Linked DNA regions of Mus musculus: all the other regions are linked to region 2. A link is a contact called in public Hi-C and promoter capture Hi-C data. All regions are on one chromosome and are shown on one strand. Each heading gives the region's core, a stretch centred on a gene start, on an enhancer-like site or on the middle of the called end of the contact. The rest is flanking DNA. Distances are from core to core; before and after follow the strand shown. Region 1 holds the start of Snapc1 (small nuclear RNA activating complex, polypeptide 1). Region 2 holds the start of Rpl36al (ribosomal protein L36A-like). Region 3 holds the start of Prpf39 (pre-mRNA processing factor 39).

Region 1 (2,700 bases), core at 182-2,681, 4.8 Mb before region 2:
GAGCAGGTTAATTTCATCACCTGTAGTAATTTACACCTTAATTTGTAATAACTGACAATCTACATAATAGTCTAAATCAATAATATAAAAAGTTCTATTTTATTCAACAAAAGATCTATTAAGATTCCATTCAATCATTTACCCTTTTCAAGAATTTATATGGTATGGTAATTAATACAAACACCGTATTCAAACGTGGGCAAGGTGGTGAATGCCTGACCTTAGAAGGAAGAGTCAGGCAGATCTCAAGGCCAGTCTGGTATAACGGCAAGTTTCAGGCCAGCCAAAGCTACACACAATGAGGGCAAGTCTCAAAAACAAGTAAGGAATACCACATTAATCACATGGCTGTTCTCACTAAGTTCAGTCTAAGGGAGAAATCAAAGAGTAGTAATAACTCTGAACATTAATTTCACACGTCGAACCAGCTAATATATTGATTCATTTAATTCCCACACTATCATGATCTAGTTTACAGACAAAAAGGGTTGTCTCAGATCTGGGGGAGGGGGACTGGAGAGCTGTATTCAAATCCTGATGCCCAAGACCCATCATCTCCACTCTTCACCGTTATCCAAGACTGCGTCTCTAATTATGAAATATACTCTAGACGGTGAGATAAGCCCTTCGTGCTGGGGGTAGACAGAACTCGAGCCTCTCACTTAGTCCCGAAGGCCAAAAGAATTCCCTAAAGAACTGTCATTTGGGTTCAAAAATGACTGACGAAGTGGACAAGCAAAAGGAGATGGAAAATTCCCAGGCTAGGAAACGCCAGTGGAGTACCAAAAGCAACTCGAGCCAAGAGAGTGAGTGCAAGGTGTGGGCACTGGAGATGAGGCTGGGGACAGAGGTAAAGGCAGCTACTGGCTTGAATCTAGGCTTTATCCAACTAAAGGCGATACACAGAGATTCAAACCTGCACTTGCAACGTCAGTTGTTGCATGCTAAATGAATTCGTTCGTAGAGGACCCTGTGTCGGTGGGAATACTTTGTTTCTAACCGCGGATTCATTCGGCAATCAAGATTGGAGGAGGTTTGGCCTCGGATGGAGGCGGTGGAGATGCAGAGGGCCGAGCCAGCAGAGTGCAAGGGCGACCCACGGAAACCGCCAAGGCGGAGGTCGGGGATGCAGGCTGCGTTCCCCACAGGAGAGACAGGGTAGGAGGACGAGGCACACCCACCAGAAGATGGTCGCGAACTTCATGCTGCGCCAGAGCTCCGTGAAGTCCTCGAAGCGCACGCTGTCCATCTCTTGGAAGCGGCTGAGCAGCGTCTCGTAGTCAGTCTGCAGGCCCGGAGGGATCCCCACGCCTTCAACAGTTCCAGCGCCCGTGGGACGGGTCCCGGCGCCCGCAGGAGTCCCCATGCTCACTCTCTCCCGGACCCGGCTTCCCCAATGCCCAGAAGGCCCTGTAGCACCGCCCCAGTCACGTCACATCACGTACGCGCACTCCGTGACGTACTATCCGGGACCTCAAGCCCCGCCTTCATCCGGGTCTTACCTGGCGCCTGTGGCGCTTCTTGCGCGTGCGTAAATGCAAGGTGATTTTAGTCTAGGAAGCCGAACTTGGTGTGATACACGCCTTTAATTTCAGTGCTTGAGAGGCAGAGACAGGAGGATTTCTGTGATTTACAAGCCTGTCCGGTGTATGCAGCGAGTTTCAGGTCTACATAGAGAGACCCTCTAAATAAATAAATAAATAAGACCTTCAAATTAGATAAGTAGGTAGATAAAACAATAGTAGTGCCTGCTAACTATTAATCAATAGGACATGAAGACTCGATTTCTCTCTCTCTCTCTCTCTCTCTCTCTCTCTCTCTCTCTCTCTCTCTCTCTCTCTCTCTCTCCCTCCCTCCCTCCCTCCCTCCCTCCCTCCCTCTCTCTCTCTCTCTCTTTCTTTCTTTCTTCTTTTTTTTTTTTTTTCCGAGAAAGGGTTTTCTGTATATCCCTGGCTGTCCTGAAACTCATTCTGTAGATCAGGCTGGCCTAAAACTCAGAAATCCGCCTGCCTCTGCCTCAACTAACAGCCCCCAAAAGGATTTGAGGTCTTCATTGCCTCCTGACTTATGTAAACTACACTTAGCCTGCCAGTCTTCTTTAAAGTGACTCTACAGTAGCAACCACCCTAACCTCCCTCCACGTGGGAAGATGATCTAAAGAGAACTTGTTAGGGAAGGAACTCCCGTGGTTCTTCCTCATTGCCAAGATCCCCTACAGTCTATGCTTACTTGAGTGATTAATTTGTGGCTCTCCAAGTAATATGCAACCACTCTGGGCAGCAGTTGCTGTTTCCTACCGTTGTTGCCTCTGACAATCTAGCACACTGTCTGATATACTGTTTGGCTAAAGTAGCTCTCTAGAAATCCCACTTTTTAGCTTCTCCCAGGGGCTTGTTACGGGTTAGCATTCTGTATTTGAACTGTATTTCTGTTTTGAAGGCACACTAATCTTTAGAAAAGGTATTCTGGGATGTGCTTGTATGGATGCATTTATTTTATTGTTTGTAATGGTTTGTTTGTGTGTGTGTGTGTGTGTGTTTTCATGAACACACCTCCTGGCCCATGTGGAGGCCAGAAGTTGATGTCCAGTGTGTATACATATATTTTAGTTGTAGTGGGTTTTTTGGTTTGTTTTGGGTTTTTTTTTGTTTTTTTGAGACAGGGTTTCTCTGTATAGCCTTGGCTGTCCTGGAACTCACT
Region 2 (2,700 bases), core at 50-2,549:
CCCATACAAAATGCAGCTTCCACCACCAATGGTGTTTGGTTTGTGAGAACTTGGCCTCTCTGTAATGGCCGAAGGAGTCAGGGTATTCGGCATTGATGCACCCCAACTTCAGAGCTGCATTCTTCTTTAGGTCTCTGGGGCAATCTCTAGGGTCACTACCCGGAAACTCATTCGGGTACAGCTGAATGCTGAACGGAAAGAACACTTGCAGAACCGGGCAGAAATCCACCCTGGAGATCAGACTGTTGATCTCTGCGGACCAGAAGTCATGGCTAAAGATGACTAGGACTTCCTGAATACCCTGGGCTTTGCGAAGCGAGTCTATCAGCAACCTGAGGTATTCCGGCCTGTTATGCACCTGGACCACCAGCACCAGCTCCCCGGGGCTCCAGGTGCCGTCATTACCGACGTTCCTCAGCATCTGATCGAAGTTCAACTGGTACACCAGGGACCGGTACCGCAGCGTTAGGTTGTCCACCTCCGGCCGCGGGACCGCGGGAACCAGAGGAGCGGCCGATTCGTTTGAGACCCTGCGGATGCCTACGGACACAGCAAGGTGGCCCGCACCCCGTACGGGCTCCGCGTCCAGCAGCGGCGGGCCAAGGGCGTCGCTCTTCCTTTGTCGCCCATTGCTACTCCAGAGGACGAAGCCGCAGGCGGCCACCACGAGCGTCAGGATTAGCACCTTCCGTTTGTAGATGCGGAACCTCATGGTCTCCAGGGCCCGGAGCGCGGGCGCGGAAAAGAAGCTGGCGGCCTCTGCACGGAAGGGGCGGGCGGGCGGCGCCGTCGCCTTGGCCTGCAGCCCTAGGAACTGGCCCCCGCGGCGGCCCTCGCTAACTCATCCCGGGCTCCGGCGTCCTGGGGCCCGAAGGCTCTCAACTGCCTCGCGCCGCCCGGGCTCCGCGCATCCTCTCTGGCAGTTGCAGCTCCGGCAGCCGCCCCGCCGCTACGAGCCGCGGCTCAACGTCGCCTCGGTCCTCTCCATTCAGCACCCGGGGGTCCCGGAAGAAGCCCCGCCGCGGTCGCCGACACCGTGATTCCTTTACCTGCGCTGCCCGTGGCTCTGCGTCCTCTGCGCGCTCATCCTTGCTCGCACGGCGGAACGGCGACACCGAACGCCGCAGCCTCGCCCCGCTCCGGCAGCGACCGCTCTGACAAGCCGCGACTGGCCTGCGAGCGCCCGGGCCCTCCGGCCCACACCCTCCGCCCCGCCCCGCCCCGCCGGGCGCTGATTGGCGCTTCTCAGAAGCCTCCGGAGGAGGCCGCTGCTTATTGGTTCGCATTCCCGTCGCTCAGGTTCAGTTCCGACTTCCGCTCTGTTCGTCCCTTTCCTGTTCGGCGCGTGCGGTTGAGTCGGGGATCGCGGCGGCCGGTCTCTCGGTAAGTCTGGAGCAGAGCGGTAGCTGCTTCCTTGGGGACCGCGGTCGCCTGGAAGCCGGAGCCGACCTAGCTCTTTGAGGCGTCGGAAAGGGGCAGGTGCTGCCCGCCGCGGCTTGAGGTCAGCCCGCGGCTCTCTCGGAAGAGACCGCTCCAGCATGGCGGCTCCCGGGCGGCGAGGCGTGCTGGCTGCTAACGACACGTCAGCCTTCGGGCCCGCTGGAGAGTGACGGTGCTTTAGAGGGGGTGAAGCCAAAACAGACTGACGTGGCTGGGGGGAAGGAACGAGCCCGGTTGTTGCAGAAACGACTATATTTCGTTGTAAGCCATTCGTAGCTAGAAAACGGAGGGAATTGCTGTGGGGTAGTCCGAGCAAAACTTCTCTACCCGGACGCCACTGCGTTGTCCTTGCAGTGAGACCTAAGAAATTGGACGCTGGTTTGGGGAGAACTGTAATGGCCACTCCAAGTGTCAGTTCCTTTGGACGCTAAGGCAGACCTCAACTAGCAATCCTCTGCCTCAGCCTCCCAGGACACACTCCATCAGGTCTGAGTTTTTAACTGTTAATGCCTCGTTTTAGTTTAAAAAAACAAAAAACAGTTTTTCTATAGGCTTGAAGTGGTAAGGATTGAACCCCGGTGTTTAAGCCAGTGCTCATCCACTCAGCTGCGTGTTGGCCTTTTATTCACGTGGGAAATGAGTACTTGGTGGGTTCACAAATTTTCGAACATTACTGTTTTTTTTTTATATGTTCCTACAAATTATACCTGTTTAAAACTTTCGAGTTTGAAGATCTTTAATGTCTGAAACTTTCTTACAGTTCTCATCGCAGACACTTCTACTGCAAACATGGTCAACGTACCAAAAACCCGAAGGACTTTCTGTAAGAAATGTGGCAAGCATCAGCCTCACAAAGTGACCCAGTATAAGAAGGGCAAGGATTCCCTGTATGCCCAAGGAAAGCGGCGCTACGATCGCAAGCAGAGTGGCTACGGTGGGCAGACAAAGCCAATCTTTCGAAAGAAGGCCAAAACCACAAAGAAGATTGTGCTCAGGCTTGAGTGTGTTGAGCCCAACTGCAGATCCAAGAGGATGCTGGCCATTAAGAGATGCAAGCATTTTGAACTGGGAGGCGACAAGAAGAGGAAGGGCCAAGTGATCCAGTTCTAAAACTTGTGTTCTCTGAGAGGAAAATACTGAAGCAGTAGAGAAATGACCTGCTAGAGAATAAAGTTACTGTTAATGATACCAAGCCTTGTGTTTTGATTCTCAGTAGGATTGCATATTTAGGGGGTTTTGTTTTCAAACATAATTTGAGTC
Region 3 (2,700 bases), core at 80-2,579, 4.1 Mb after region 2:
GTAGGATGTTCACAGACATCTTGTTTCCTCATTTTAAACAATTAGGTCCCAGAAATTGAACCTTGCTTATGTATTTACAATGTCTCCATAATCGTCAGAGATTATGTCTTACACAGAGCTCTTAACGCGTAACAGACAATTTTGCTCCTCTCTGAAAATAAAACTCTAACTTTTACAACGATGTTCAAATTTTTTGTTCCTCAATTCAACTTTAAGATACAAATAGCACTAAATATTGAGTCTTTTAAAAATTCTGGGGTCTGAGAGGCAGCTCAACAGTTAAAGACACTAGCTGCCAAGCCTCAAGGGACCACGGTACTCCTGTTCTCATGCACATGACACAGCTCCAGTGCGCATGAATAACACACGGAATAACAGTTTTTAACTCTAGAATGAGATTATAAACACGAGAAGAGTAAGGAATTTAACAGCTGTTGCTATTTTTCTCAAACGAACTATAAAAAAAAAAACTGCCATGGGTCCCGGCCTTAGCTTCCTATTCTTGTCTATGAATCCGTACAGTCCTAGCATTACCATTTCTACCAGCTGAAAATTTTAAAGTATTTCTGAAAACGTTAGATTAGCTTTCTAGTGTTAAGTTCGTGAACACCGGGCATCTGAATCTGCATAAAGCTACACCGTATTACTGCATCATTACTAATCTTACTACATTACTACTAATCCCTTAACATTGGGAATGCCGAATAGTATTTACTAACTTAAAGACCGCGCAGACTCCTGAGCACGAAAGGTTAAAAAAAAAAATCTATATAAGCAGATTGTTTTTTAAAAAAGACTCTACTAGGCTGTTTCCAAGTGTCCGCGTCGCCTCCCCTCCCCCCCTCCCCCCCAAAAAAAAAAAAACCCGCTTGCTTACGCTGCTGTGCAATGGGAAACGTTCTGGCCCTCGGCTCTAGAGAAGCAGGGGACTCAGCCTCAGCAGTTAGCAGCTTCGATAATCCAGGCTGAGGCTCCCGCCCCGCCGCACCCCTGAAGCGAGGCGCCGCTCAAGGTGCAGATCCCAGGCCTGCTCTTCCCAACAGGTGGGATTGGGAAGGAGACGCGCGCCCCGCGCCAGGCCTCGAGCCGGACAGGCGGGGGAGGCCGCGGCCCGGTGCGGCCTGAGGTGGCGCAGGCCCTTCCCGTCCCGGCGCCTCCCCTGCCGCCCGCCTCACGCCGTCCGCCCCCAGTTACCTCACTATGGATGCTGCTCGGTGCCATGAGCCGAAGCCTGGGCCAAGATCGCCAAAGGTGGGCCTGCCACCGCCTCGCTCCACGCAGCTACCGCAGCCACCACCACCAGCGCCGCCGCCGCCTCTTCGGGATCACACTGCGCACGCGCCGGCGGCTCCGAAGGCGCAGCGGTCACGTGACGCGCGCAACCGAGGCCCCGCCCCGGGTGGCCTCCAGTCGCAAACTTAGCTTCCCAAACCATAGCGAAGCCGGTTGTGCTAAGCAGCACTTGTTGCCCAGCGTCAGTCTCCAAAAAAAACCTCTAAAATATCGTAATTCTTTTCCTAACCGCCAAGGCTTTACACATGAAAAATGTGTCAGGAAATGGCCAGAAATTCAGCCTAAAACTTCTAAACCTCAAAACAGTATGGGCTGATTAAATCGTATTCTGCATGTCGAAACTAACCATTTGGGCTTGAGAGTTAAAGGCTCTGAAGGATTTGGGCATAAAACTTTCAGGGCAAAGAGAGGCAGCTTGGTGTTGATGATCTTAGCAGCCCTCTTCAGTTGTTTATATCCTAGTCCCCACTCTTAAATATCCGTTTTTTAAAAAAAAATCTCGTCTTCCGTCAGTAAAACTATAGACAATTGAGCGAGCGAATGTTTTCTCACTCACCGATCTTCCATTTGGAATTTCAGAGAACTCACAACTGGGCTTTTACTCTTCCCTCTAGAACTGGTCTCCAGAATGTTTCTTTTTAAGATGATTTTTTAAAAGATTTATTATTATATCTAAGTACACTGTAGCTGTCTTCAGACGCACCAGAAGAGAGTGTCAGGTGTCATTAGGGATGGTTGTGAGCCACCATATGGTTGCTTGGATTTGAACTCAAGACCTTTGGAAGAGCAGTCAGTGCTTTTAACCGCGGAGCCCTCTCTCAAGCCCTTAAGATGATTTGTAACGGTGTATAAACCTCTTCAACTGCTTCTCTGCTCCCAAATAGCCAACTCCTCCCCGTTGGGCATGAAATAGTCACGCTTTTCCCTTTACCTCTTAATTGGGCAGTTTTGTATTCTCTAACAATCAGCAACTTGCCAGGCGTGGTGGCGAACACCTTTAATCCCAGCACTCCAGAGACAGAGGCAGGCAGATTTCTGAGTCCGAGGCCAGCCTGGTCTACAAAGTGAGTTCCAGGACAGCCAAGGATCACAGAGAAACACTGTCTTGAAAAACAAACAAACAAAACAACAACAACAAAAACCCAGCAACTTTTAAACGTATACCATCTGAAAGGGCAGTCAAGAGAGGGCATTGTTTTTTTAAAGATGTATTTATTTTTATGCATGTGTCTGCCTGTGTATGTATGTATGTATGTGAACCAAATGCTTGCATTCCTATGGTCAGGGCAGTCTTTAACAATCACATCAACTCTCTCACTGTTTTACCTTCCCAAACTCCTAATTCACTGCTCAAGAATTCTTATGTATTCTATTTGATTTGACTAAAGTGTGTTCATCACATGAAAA

Evidence for each region. Promoter capture Hi-C pulls out the DNA fragments that hold promoters and counts their contacts. Hi-C and Micro-C count contacts between places; a contact is called where the count stands out from the background.
Region 1: a promoter capture Hi-C map of pre-B cells shows a contact between it and region 2. The contact joins the promoter of Snapc1 here to the promoter of Rpl36al in region 2. A contact is called at or near these places in 2 of 39 promoter capture datasets (liver and pre-B cells).
Region 3: a Hi-C map of B cells shows a contact between it and region 2, with 5 read pairs. The contact joins the promoter of Prpf39 here to the promoter of Rpl36al in region 2. A contact is called at or near these places in 3 of 39 promoter capture datasets (cranial neural crest, frontonasal cranial neural crest and maxillary cranial neural crest) and 2 of 484 Hi-C or Micro-C datasets (B cells and LSK cells).

What each region holds. Positions count from the first base shown.
Region 1 is chr12:73,963,228-73,965,927 of GRCm38.p6, reverse strand. It overlaps Snapc1 (small nuclear RNA activating complex, polypeptide 1), which reads right to left and starts at 1,431. Exons shown (of 10, transcript NM_178392.5): 1 at 1,182-1,431. The coding sequence starts at 1,366.
Region 2 is chr12:69,182,666-69,185,365 of GRCm38.p6, reverse strand. It overlaps Rpl36al (ribosomal protein L36A-like), which reads left to right and starts at 1,299. Exons shown (of 2, transcript NM_025589.4): 1 at 1,299-1,383; 2 at 2,201-2,632. The coding sequence starts at 2,230. The coding sequence ends at 2,550. It overlaps Mgat2 (mannoside acetylglucosaminyltransferase 2), which reads right to left and starts at 1,208. Exons shown (of 1, transcript NM_146035.2): 1 at 1-1,208. The coding sequence starts at 712.
Region 3 is chr12:65,034,963-65,037,662 of GRCm38.p6, reverse strand. Prpf39 (pre-mRNA processing factor 39) reads right to left here and starts at 1,329. Exons shown (of 14, transcript NM_177806.3): 1 at 1,195-1,329.